Regions from separate parts of the Zea mays genome. Here region 2 is linked to region 1. The links are chromatin contacts, called in public Hi-C maps. All regions are on one chromosome and are shown on one strand. The core of a region is the stretch at or near the end of the contact, and the rest is flanking DNA. Distances in the headings are between cores, read along the strand shown. Region 1 holds the start of LOC100273579 (phenylalanine ammonia lyase9). Region 2 has its middle 14 kb from the start of LOC100381820.

The links. Hi-C and Micro-C count contacts between places; a contact is called where the count stands out from the background.
Region 2: a Hi-C map of leaf shows a contact between it and region 1, with 8 times the contacts expected there. The contact joins the enhancer-like site here to the promoter of LOC100273579 in region 1. A contact is called at or near these places in 4 of 25 Hi-C or Micro-C datasets (ear, leaf and tassel) and 1 of 3 datasets of contacts at active chromatin or transcription factors (leaf).

What each region holds. Positions count from the first base shown.
Region 1 is chr5:190,491,352-190,497,743 of Zm-B73-REFERENCE-NAM-5.0, forward strand. LOC100273579 (phenylalanine ammonia lyase9) reads right to left here and starts at 1,997. Exons shown (of 2, transcript NM_001147997.2): 1 at 1,433-1,997; 2 at 1-32. The coding sequence starts at 1,845. LOC103627433 (phenylalanine ammonia-lyase) reads right to left here. Exons shown (of 1, transcript XM_008647730.4): 1 at 5,019-6,392. The coding sequence ends at 5,206.
Region 2 is chr5:190,543,317-190,549,935 of Zm-B73-REFERENCE-NAM-5.0, forward strand. No RefSeq gene overlaps it. Among protein-coding and RNA genes, the nearest start is that of LOC100381820, 14 kb to the right of the region's middle. Within about 2 kb of position 4,690, at least 11 of the 20 cell types and tissues checked have an H3K27ac peak or open chromatin away from gene starts, as enhancers often do. A contact at or near this core is called in leaf and tassel, where this site is marked.

The sequences.
Region 1 (6,392 bases), core at 747-3,246:
CGCCGGTGCCGAACGCGCCAGCATTGAGGAATCTGGAAGATGGAAACGGGACAGAGTAGAGGTCAATTTTCGGAGCCTTAAGATAGAATATTGAGCAATAAACTTGGTCAGGGTTGTACGTATACGATAAACTTGAAGATTAACTTGGATCAAACAAGGATCTGCCGACTGCCGACTTTTAAGAGTTCAGTTTATGTTTGTATTCCACTTTGTATTAGAGTAACGCTTAAAGCTTAGTTTATGCTTCGCCGTGATAGACCGAGTAACAGCGAACAAAATAATGGATTCGCACACATGGACAGAGAGATATCTTGTCGGTGCAAGTAAATTATTCTTTTGCTTCATTTTGCCAGCTTTGGTGGGTAAGAAGCTTCCCGGATATGGGGCAGTTAGGAACTTTGATGAATGGAAATAATTCCACATGCTATGAGTAGTTGACTGCTTACTCTCACTCTCTTAATTGTTTGTTGCGCCATGGTTGTTTCATCGCTGGCACGCGTTCTTTATTACTCCTATGAGGAAGAACCAGTTTTCTGAAACGTACTGTTGAGCCTTTTTTTTAACTCGGTAAGTAGGATAAGGCGGCGAGACAAAGTCTGAAAAATGCAATCGTGTTGCTGGGTCTGGGCTGTGGTAAAAAAAAAGAGAACGTATTACAGCGCAGCGCCGAAGGTTGCCCATGTTTCTATGACTGACGGGCGCGGTTGCAGCCTGTGCACGAGCAACGCGTGCAACGTGAGCTCGAGCAACGCGCGGGCGGCGGCGGCGGCAGCGAACCCCCGTTGGGCGGCCACCTGTATCGGTCCGTCCAGTACTAGTGGAGTACGTAACCGAAACGGCTCACATCGAAGCGGTGAGCGAGCTACCGGTCCCGGACGCCGACGCCGACGCCGACGCCGACGCCCCAGAAAGCACGGGGTTTCCTCTTCTTCCGCACCTGCTTTCTCTCTTGCCCAACTATGCTGGTATGGTCGGTGGGACAGGGGTGGCCCGCCGAGCGGTGGCCAGTGACACCTAATTCTGGGCGGAGCGTGGGTGTACGCGTGCACCGTTGTAGAGGGCAGGTTCGGTGCATCCGACTGGGGTTTGCATGTGGGATGAACAGCCACAGGCCACAGCCTGGATGTGTCTTTTTTTTCTTCTTTTTCCATTTGTGCGGCAACACTGTTTTAATTTGGATACCAGTATAGTGCAGTATTATACTTGTACAGGTTGTAAGCACGAATGATGTGCACCAGCATGGATAAAAAGTTTGAGGTAGTTAACGTGTATTGCCAAGCCAACAACGACCTAGCTAACACCGCGCCCAAAAAAAAACTGAACATTTGTTTGCTTCAGTAACTGATGGGATCCCGTGCAGTAAACAACTAGCTGCTGTGGGAAAAAAAATAAAAGAAAAGAAATGAAGCGAAGTCAGTCCCAATCTTCTCACCTGATGAGCTCCCTCTGGAGCGCGCCGCCCTCCTTGGTCCTCCTGTGCGACGTGGCGCCGAAGCCGGTGGTGACGCCGTAGCTGTCGGTGCCGTTCATCATGCTGCTCATGACCCAGTCGCTGCTGGCCTTGACGCGGCCGCGGGCGGACTCGTCCAGCTCCACGCGGGCCTCGCCGCCGGCGCCCGCGGCCACGGCGGCCACCTGCCCGATGCTCAGGCTGGCGCCCTGGATCCTCACCAGCGGCTCGCGGAACTCCACCACCATCCGCTTCACCTCGTCCAGGTGGCTCCCGGACAGGTCCTCCGCGGCCTTGCCCCAGTTCAGGGCGTCGGCGCGCGGCGCCGCCGCCGCCGCCGACATGCACAGGCCCTCGCCGTTCAGGGAGCGGACAAGCCCGGTCTCGCACTCCATTGCGGTTGCGACACGTGCGTACGTACAAGAGTATAGAGAGGAGATAGCTGGGAGTACACGAGAGTAGCAGCAGTGCCACTAGCGGATTAGTACAGCTAATTGCGAGACAGACAGACAGACAGTGCTGTGGAAGAAGAGCTGGGGAAAGCTAGCTAGGCTCTTCCTGAGGAGAACGGTGGGGGGGAGCACGGGCTTAAATAGCGTGGCCACCGGTGGGAGAGGGAGGTTGTTGGGGGCCAGAGACTGGCATGGCATGGCAATCGGGGTGGGTAGGTTGTTGGCGGGCTGAGCTGACTCCGCGACGCCTCCCTCGCCCTTGGATGGGCCGGCCAACCATGTGCCGATGCGCGCCACGCCAGTGGCCAGCGCGGCAGCTTGCGTTGCGCGGCCGTGGCCTCCTGCCTGCCGTCCGCCTGGTGATAGGAGACACTGACCCGGCGCCGGACGACGGGCGCACCACACCAGATGCGGTTGCGCCCCAAGGTGGGTGGTCTGGTCACTGGCTGAGTGCGACGGGGTTGGTAGGGGAGCCCCCGTGTGTGTGGACGCGAGCTACTGCCTAGTCCTCCCTCCGTCAGTGTCGAGTTGGTCCGGTCCGTCGCCCGCCCGGACCTTACACACACGCAACGCAACGCAACCACTTGGAGATTGGAGATGCTGCAACTGCAGGCGTGCGAAATGTCACAGGAAATGGCTCGAAATGACGAGTCCACTTCGGGCCTGTTTGGTTCAGCTTTTTCTGACCAGCTTTTTCGAGAATATAGCTGTGGTGAGAATCTGGCTGTGTAGAGAATTTGAGTATCATTATGACTACGTGCAGAGGAAGATAAAGTTGTCTATGGGGCTCAGGATCTATAAAGTGACGGATTCCTACTATTGCGACGACTCAACCGATTATATGTTTATGTTGATTTTGAATGGTTTTTACCCAAACAAATTTTATAGAAACTGACTGAAAAGCTGAGTGTTTGGCAGTCCGCAGCAGCTTTTGGTGGCTAGAAGCTGCGAAAAGCCGAAACAAACGGGGGGCTTCGTCACATCAGCACTCATGACTCACGAGTCCGTCTCAGCTGTGGCCTATAGGATGTATAGCAGTAGTAGAGGTGTTCTGTTGCGATTTCTGTCCGGATTCTGCACCTGCAGAACGAACTTCCAAGGAAAGAAAGGCGCTCCGGATCTGGCGCAGCAATATGTGGAACTTTCACAAACAGCAGTGGCCAACCAAATTGTGATCATTAAAATTTGATGTGATAAACACTCATTGACGATCCCAAGTTCAGATAAGCGTACCGCGAAGATTCCACGCTTCAGCCTTTAATTTTGGACGAATGAAGTATTGTATTTCCATTTCTTTCAAAAAAAAAAAAAACGGTGGAGAGCAGGTGCTCCTAGGCAACATCCATCTAATGCACGAACCGCTACTCTTTTCCGATTTTTTCAAAGCGGGTGGTAGCAGCACTACTGTCACACGCGGTGGGTAGAGCATACTTCGTAGTGGGCGGCGACTATTCTTTGAGAGGGAAGACACAAAGGGTGACCATGTGCATGCTACAGATTATTTTCCCCTTGAAACGAATGCATGCTACAGGTTGTCCTTTTCTTTTACGTTTCAGTGGCATTTCCAAATAATTGGATCGGGCTGTTTACGGTCAAGGTTTTTAACTCTCGTCCAGCTCTTGGTGGCCTGTCAACTGACGCATGGTTTCCGCGTGGTTCGTTTCATGCGTGGACTATGTAAGGGTAAATATATATATTTTTTTTAAAAAAATTGAGCTTGAGCATAGGAATACGGCAACGACGGTTAAGCAAGTAGGTCTCTTGGTCTACGTAATACTCCGTATTTACCACTTAAATCTTTTATTGGACACTAGTAGAGAATCAAGCTTTAGTTTTAGGATTTAGTCATCAGTTGCATCGAGACTAATCCTCTCTTTAGTCCAGGGTCTAATGGCTAGTGTCGTAGATTGGCCTAGAAGGAACCTTTAGCTCTAGTTGGTGGATCCAATAGTAACCTTTACTATTGGTGGATCCAATAGTAACCTTTAGTATCGCCCTTGAGGTGAAACAACTCTATATTTTTTTATATTTGAAAAAAAGGTCAAAGGTTAAGTTGCTCTCAAAAAGGTACTCCCTCCGTTCTTTTTTATTTATCACGTTTTAGTTTAAAAATGAACTAGCAGACGATAACTATTCGAGAACGGAGGTAGTATTATCTAAAATAACTAGTTCTGAAAAAGTAGCTTCTACTTTATACATCTTTAGTTCATACTCCTTTGGTTGGCTTTCGACTTTTTAAAAGCAAAAGCAGCTCAAAATACAACCAAAGACACCTTAAATCTTGAAAAGCGCATCTTTCTTATAGACAATAGACAATGGGGCCTTGGCTACTACATTGGACAAGAGAACATTCATCCGTAGCCTTGGTCACAAGAGTCCTTGCCCTTTACAAGCAAGGTTATCTAGCACTAGTGTGAACATGTATCACTTGTAGGTATGGACATTCGATTTAAACCGAACGTTCGGTTTAATTTTCTTCAGTTTTATAAACTTTGAATTTTAAAAACTCCCAACCGACCATTGTGTCGCGAAAACAAAAAAAACCGAATAGTTCGGTGTTTGGTTTTCAGTTTAAACCAAAAAATGAACATCTGGTTAGCCACATATATTATGTTCTATACAAGCAAGCTACAAATGAATAACATTATATCACGATAATTAATAATAAAAATTCTACTTCTAATTCTATCAGTCAAACATAAGTACATCACTATTCATAACATTACATAGTTACTGAGTTCAAACATAACATTATATCAGTATTTAAAACTCATTTTTTTCTATGACTAGCCTGGCAAATGTATACGAAATACTATAATTTGAGATACTTTGTCTCCAGACACATATTAGTTAGAGTAATGTAAAAAATATTGCAGTTGTGTCGTAACATTTTAAAACCGTGGTATTGTATAACTATGGTTTTGAAATACTTTACTTCCAAACATGCCTAAAAAATATTTTCGGCGGTGAAACTGAACAGACAAATGGATCATGATTATCAAATCGGAGCCATGTTTAGGAGAAGAGGTTTGGAGGATGCAAAAGGGACTGCCGTTCCTACCCCGCGCCTTTTCTCAAGCAATGAAATATTTTCCAATTTCGCTGCTAAAACAAAATAATAACAAGAATGGAATATATATTTCTTGAAAATATAATGTTTCATAAGTAGAGTATGACCAGATAAACAGTCATTAGCCTTTGCTACCCGCCACGCAAAACTAAAGGAAGAAAAAAAAAATGATTTCGAACTATTGAACAATGAACACAACAGTCTTCTTCCTATCCGTCATTCCGTCTCTCTGTTCAGCAGATGGGCAGGGGCTCGCCGTTCCACTCCTTAAGGCACTCGAGCAGCGGATCGATGTGCTTGCCCTGGTTGATGGCAACGAGCACCTTGTTCAGCTCCTCGCCGGGAGAGCGCGTCTTCTCGCCGGTGAGGTACACGGCTCCGAGCTCCTCGCGCACGAAGCGGTAGAGCGGGTAGGAGCGGCAGTCGGTGATTCTGTTCGGTATCGCTGCCGTGCCGTTCTCGACAGCCGCCCGTGCAGCCTCAACCGCCTTGGGCAGCGCCGCGCGCAGGTCCTCCTCGAACTGGGCGACCTTGGCGAACACGGATGTCTCCGCGTTGAACTCAGCAGCGCCGTTGGCGAGGGCGCGCTCCACGAGCACGTTGCGAAGCTTCTTCATCAGCGGGTAGTTAGCGCTGCAGGGGTCGTCGGCATACGCGAACACCGCCTCGCGCTCGATCTCCTGGAGCAGGTCCTTCTCGCAGAAGCGGGCGACGTGGAGGCCACCGGTGGAGTCGGTGCTCAGAGTCTTCTTCGCCACCGTCATCACGCAGCTCTTGACGGCGCTCTTGACGTTCTCCTCGATGTGGCGCAGGTCCACGGCCTGGCACAGGGCGATCAGGAACGTCGAGGACATGATCTTCAGGATCTCGATGGCCTCAGCAGTCTTCCTGGAGGAGATGAGTCCCAGCGAGTTGACGTCCTGGTTGTGCTGCTCCGCGCTCTGCACGTGGTTGGTGACCGAGTTCCCCAGGAACTGCAGCTCGGAGCAGTAGGACGCCATGGCGATCTCGGCGCCCTTAAAACCGTAGTCCAAGCTGGGGTTACGCCCACCGGACAGGTTGGAGGGCAAGCCGTTGTTGTAGTAGTCGTTGACGAGCTCAGAGAACTGCGCAAACATGAGCTTGCCGATGGCTGCGATGGCGAGACGGGTGTTGTCCATGGACACCCCGATGGGCGTGCCCTGGAAGTTGCCACCGTGAAGAGCCTTGCTTCGGGCGACATCGATGAGCGGGTTGTCGTTGACGGAGTTGATCTCGCGCTCAATGGACTTGGTGGCGGCGCGGATAACCTCAATCTGTGGGCCAAGCCACTGCGGCGACGTGCGGAGCGCGTACCGGTCCTGCTTGGGCTTCATCAAGGGGTCGAGCTCGCCGAGCTTCTTGGCAAGCTTCATGTAAGAGCTGCCCTCCAAGATGTGCT
Region 2 (6,619 bases), core at 3,440-5,939, 55 kb after region 1:
GACACCAAGGTATTCTTAATGCAGTGCAAGAGCAGATTCCTGGCTACGCACCCATGCACCACAGATGGTGCACTCGACATCTAGCAGAAAATCTTCTTCGAAAGGATCATAGCAAGGCTAACTTCCCCCTTTTTTAGGATGCTCGGCACGGGTCCCAAATTGAGGCTGCTCCAATCCTTGATAGAGTGGTAACTACTTCTTTAATAAAATTAGAGATTTCAATTCAATGCTTTATGTCTAGTTTTGAGCATCCTAATGTTTTAACTTGTGATAGAAAAACTCTATGCTCGTATCTGTTGTTGAACTTGAGCGTATCTCACAGAGAACTTCAGATAGTACTACGCTATCGTTACTATCAGTGAGTATCAATGTCTAAAAGAAAACTTGTTTATTTGTATGTTGTAACATATGTCTGTAACTAATATTTCGATTACAGAGGGTATCACGTCGTCTTCATCGTGCAGCGGCTCGATGTGGATGCCGGTCTCTAGCGGGCGTTGACGTGCAGCTGCCTGTGCCTCATATGCAGCAGGACGTTCAGCCTCCCATTTGTGCAGTTGGACCATCTACAGCAGGACTGAGCTCCTCGCGATCGACGCGGGACACGTTTGAGGACGTGGCCCACGACGACGAGGACGACGACGATCCACTAGAAAAAGAAACACCTCTGATGCCCCTAAAATAATGGAAAGGAAGCACTATTACACATCTACAAAATAATGAATGCGAACAAAATTAAGTGACAAGTCATAAGCTACGTACGTCCAAACCGCCACAAAGGTAGTAGCAGCGAGCAGCCGTGTCTGGATGTTGTGATTGATGTACCCAAGCCAGTCTGCCACAGTCACAGTTAGGCACGGGGAATTCAGGAGGAATAGGAGCATCCTTACTAGATACGTCCGGATATAACTCCCGAGGACGACCTCTCTTCTGCCACAACTCCTCTCGGTACATGTCTTTCATCTAATAAACGATTATAATTATCACTTGTACCTAATATGCTTTATAATAAATTTACACAAACTAATAATCGAAATGATAATATAATAGGTTTATACAAACTATTAAACTATGAGCAACTATGAAACTAACAACCCAATATACAAAACGAATCAGTTGGGCACCATACCTTGGTCTACGAAGTGAACCAACACAAATCTTTGAATCCAGCAAATTTTTACGAAGTTTGGAAATGAGTGGAAATGTGCTGCTCTCGGCCAGCCGCGCGGCCATTTTTATAGGCATTCGTAGCTCGGCGCCAAGATCTGTGGCGCCGAGCTACGAGGCCGCGTCGCCACCACGTCGGCGCCAGGTCAGCCCTAGACGCAGGTAGCCGTTGCTGCCACGTCATAGCTCGGCGCCATAGGCTGTGGCGCCGAGCTGTGTTACCTCGGCGCCACAGCCTATGACGCCGAGCATCGGGTCCAAACGTGCAAATAAAATTCCTGGGGGTCCAAACGTAAATTTGTGTCACAAAAGGGGCTAAAAAACAAAAAAAATCGGAAGTGCATGTCCGTTATAATTTAAAGAGTAGTATGTGTTATCCATGTGTCCATTATCTTAATAATACTTAAAATGTTAAAAGAAGTCACCATGTCCACGAGGGGTCTACAATTAACCACGCTAAAAAACAGTAGACTTCTCTACACTTCAGATTGATTGAAACGGATATATAGGGCTTGATTGCTCTTACACTTGTGCAAAAAAGCTATGAGAGACATTGACTAACCTTCTTCGACGACACCTTTCAAAGAAATAAAGAGTAAAACCTTTCTAATTCTTGTATTTTTACAATTTTTGAACCTCCAAGTTTGCTATCGATGGAAGGTGGCTGAACAGTTCCGATCGGAGGAAAAAGAAGCAGCATTTATAACAATTCTATTATATGTGGTTTATTAACTATTCTATTTGTTCTAATTTATAATTTATTTGACTTTTTTATATAAGTTTAACTAACTCGTTTTATTCAAAAAAAATTATAATTATTTTACTGAGATATTGTTCAACATATAAAATACTTTAAGTACGATGGCTGCGAGTCATGATGAACTACACCTTTGAAGATGGAGGGGGAGGTTGACGAGCAGTGTTGATATGGTTGTCAGCCACGATAGTTGCGAGCTACGATGAACCCATGTCTATTGGAGCCCATAAATCGATGTTCATCACGCACGGCACCTATTCCGCAAGCTTCGACGTGGCTCTATCTTCACAAAATATTCTTCTAGTACCTCTCGCGTGTGTATCATCCTTACTACATTATAAAATTTATATGTCAAGAGCTTTCTTCCCAGGAGAGACGACCGTATACGTGGATTTAAGAAGTGACCGAACACAAAAGCAGTTATCTCTTAACGAACAAAATTAGGACTGGTTTGTCATCGTGGAGAGGCTTCGACATGCCAAATGTGTAGGCACGAGCAGTGATTTTAAAGTTTGGATATAACTGTGGTTTATTAGGTTATTTTTTATATAAATCTAGATGATCCGGTGGTAGGAGGGTTTAATTGTTAAATGTAATATATAGTTGATTATATCTAACAAATTAGAAGACTCGTTTGCACGATTGCATTTAAGGCCTGATTACACAACGGTCGTTGCCCGGTAAACCATTGTGACAAAGATGGCTGGATTAACGTTGAAGCTTATTATCGATGGCTCGAAAATGGCTTTAATCCGTATCATTTTCTATTGATTCTACAACATTTTGTCTACAACAATTTGGCTGGCTTTAATCCGAAACGAAACAGCCTGCTTGATTCGAAGATATCAGGATTGTTAGTTTTTTTATTATGGAAACAAAGAGTTCCGGCTTTTACATCAAATGCGTACAACCATTACACGTCAATTATTAACTCAATGAACAAGTGCTTGGATAATGAAGCTAACTTGATGGAACTAAATATCGTGACTATGGATAACACTATCCACACCACACTCAAGTCTTGCATTTTATCGTCATCCATGATTCGCAAAGACTTCCATCGCCACCACTTCTAAGGCTTGACACACATCAAAAATTTGTTGATGTGTTTCTTTCTTCTGTACGAATCTCCATAACCTGAATAAATGAGTACCTCTGAAAATGACCTGCACAATTGATGGTATTGGTTTGTGATTAAAAGTCACCTCATTTCGAGTAAGCCAAATAGACCAAAATAAAGCTGATTTTCCAGTAAGAAGTAATTTTTTGTATCCCTGCTCACTATTACTTGCCCACGACCCGATAATACGATTAATGTTAACGAACATTTCTATTTTAGAGAAAAGTAAATTATTCTCCAAATATTTTTGGCAATATAGCAATAAAAAAGGTGTTGTATCCTCTCATTTTCGGTTGGAAAAGCAACAAGTCAAGCTACCTTTCCATCGTCTTGTGGCTAAATTATCTTTTGTGAGGATCGCTCCTCGACCTAAATTCCACAAAAGACTTATTTTCAAGGGGATCTTAAGTTTCCAAATCATCTTATTCCGATTGTTGTTAGGATTGTACATCAATAAATGGCACATAGATTGGACTGAGAAAATTCCATTCTTATGCTCGTCCCAAACAAATTTGTCCCTAGATGGGTTCAGACTAACCGAATTTAGCAAATATAGCAAGTTTCGCCACTCCACTAATTTAATTCCCGTAATTGTTCTACGAAAAGATAAATTAAAGTTCGTATCTAGAAAAACTTGTGCAACCAAGGCCGACTTATTACACACTATATTACAAAGGTTAGAGAATCGCTCACTAAGAGATCGGCTGGTTAACCATTTATCCTTCCAAAATCTAGTAGCTTGTCCATCCCTCACCTGGAAGTGGCTCCATCTAAAAAATTGATCCTTAATATTCATTAGACCTGACCAGAAGTGGGAATCACCTGGTCTTCTAGATATTTGAGTAAGAGATTTATCTCCTAGATATTTATTTTTGAGTAATTCTTGCCATATCCCATCCTCATTAAGTAATTTGTATAACCATTCGCTGAGTAAGCTAGCAAATATTTTTAACGGCCAGATTAGAGACACCTAAACCTCTCACCTCATCTGTCATCACCATCGCTATTCGATTTAGCATGCGACACACACGAGCTTTCCTCTCCTTGATTACGATTACCGCATCAGTTTATTAGGTAGTACCTAACACCTGTACATACGTTGCATACCTGAGCACTTGACATATTGTGTGGCAAGGAAGGAAGCCCTGACATGGACGCTGCATGTGCCTCGCACTCTAGCTACTCCCTCCCTTTTTTATTTGTCATCATTTTGTTTAAAAATAAACTAGCACCATCACTTGCTAGGACACAAAGAGTGAAGGCCGCCGTGCCCATGCATCAGCCACCAATAATCCGTACATAAATGCTGGTCCCGCCCGGTGCTCTCTGCTCACTGTTGTGTGCATGGATGTGTTTGATTGGATGTATAAGAAGGGATGAAATAGTCGGTCATAGTTTTTGTAGTGTTTGATAAGTCACGTCGAACGAAGTAAACATCGGAAATCAAGGGGACGATGTCGCCCCCATTCATTCTATTTTGATCTGAGACCAAACACATCATAAATAGACATTCATATAGCATATAACGTGTATGCATATAAGCGATGCCACTTCTCATGCTTGTCTCCAGCCCTCAAGTAACGAGATGAAGGGAGACTTGGCCTCCTCGTTGCCTCAAGTGTGATATGCATGGGGCAACGTCCATCCATGCATGATGCATGTGAAGTACGTACACGGTTCCTGGCTTTGAACCATTGCATTTGGTCGCACTGGTTCTGTGGTGGTCTCGTTTACATGGACACACAACAAGGGGAAAGACGAATATATTCGGTCCCCGGCCGGGGGCTTGTCAGGTTGTGCTTTGTGGTGATAGTCTGCCCGTTGGTTAATAGGGTTCAGAATGCATGGTAGCAGCATGCACTTGACTGCAGTTTGGCCAGTCTTGTAGATCTACACATTCTGGTTGCCACCGCTTCATGAAAGAACCAAAGTGGCAGCCTCCTGATATGGTACTACTGCCCGAATTTTTTGCATTTTGGTCCTTCATTGGAAAAAAATTCACGTTTAGACCTTAGAAAATTTTAATGTCATTTTTAGACCCTTTACTCGGCGCCGTAGCCCGTGGCGCCGAGGTAACACAGCTCGGCGCCATAGGCTGTGGCGCCGAGGTACGTGCTGCGTTGGCACAAACGGACGTCGTGGCGCCGACGTGGTACCGAGCTCGGCGCCATAGATCTTGGCGCCGAGCTCTATTCTGAACAGAAAACTTGTCTAGCTTAGTTGGTAAAATACAAGGTTTTTAACCTTGTGGTTGTGGGTTTGAGCCCCACGGTGGACGTTTTTTAATACTTTTTGTCTTTGTCACTTATTTGTTTTTTTGTTGTCCATATTTTCCGTTTATGTCGCTAATTTGTCTGTCCTGATTTATTTCTCATCCAGTTTTATTTTTTTGACTGATTTGTTTATTCGTCCAGATTTTTTTATCCGGCGAGCACAGCAGCTGTGTGCCACAGTACTTAAAAGCCGTCAACTTCTCCCGTTGTTTGCTCAGCTAACTACAATAAAAATCTAATGAGAACACTCTTACTTCAATCGTGATCAAATAAAAATATTATATTTTCATTGAGTTCTTTTGAACATAAATTTTAAATCCATAATAACATATTCCCAGTAAAAAGAAGCACACATATTCATCTTTTTTTCTTCCGCACTAAATAAGTATACTCCATTATATACTTGTCTCATTGATGATATATTTTAGAATTTACTGCATATACAACTGTTGTGCTCGCCGGATAAAAAATTTGGACGAATAAACAAATTAGTCACAAAAATAAAACTGGATGAGAAATAAATCAAGACGGACAAATTAGCGACATATACGAAAAATATGGACAACAAAAAAATAAATAAGTGACAAAGACAAAAAGGTATTAAAAAAGGCCCACCGTGGGGCTCGAACCCACGACCACAAGTTTAAAAGCCTTGTATTTTAATTTTACCAACTGAGCTAGACAAGTTTTCTGTATAAAACAGAGCTCGGCGCCAAGATCTATGACGCCGAGCTCGGCACTACGTCGGCGCCACAACGTCCGTTTGTGCCAACGCGGCACGTACCTCGGCGCCATAGCCTATGGCGCCGAGCTGTGTTACCTCGGCGCCACAGGCTACGGCGCCGAGTAAAGGGTCCAAAAATGACATTAAAATTTTCTAGGGTCCAAACGTGAATTTTTTTCTAATGAAGGACCAAAATGCAAAAAATTCGGTACTACTGCCATATATCGACGATTGAAAGAAACGTATGCTTGTGACAGTTGCAGCAAAATCGTTTTCAGTTTGTTTAGTGTAGAAGCCGGTGACCAAACGGAAGAACACACCAGTGCAGTTGCAGCAAAATTGTTTTCAGGACTAGACCAACCGATGACTGGACCGCCTCGTGTTCGCACGCCTTGTGCATCACGTGGAGGCGAACATGTGAAGCACAAGCTCTGAGATGGTCTCCAATAGCATCCGGTAAAAGGACTGGTACACTACCGGAATTTGGCTCTTTGCCGAGTGTCATATTCTTTGCCGAGTGTTTTATTTCGGGCACTCGGCAAAGAGCTCTTTGCCGAGTGCCACGCAAAAAACCCTCG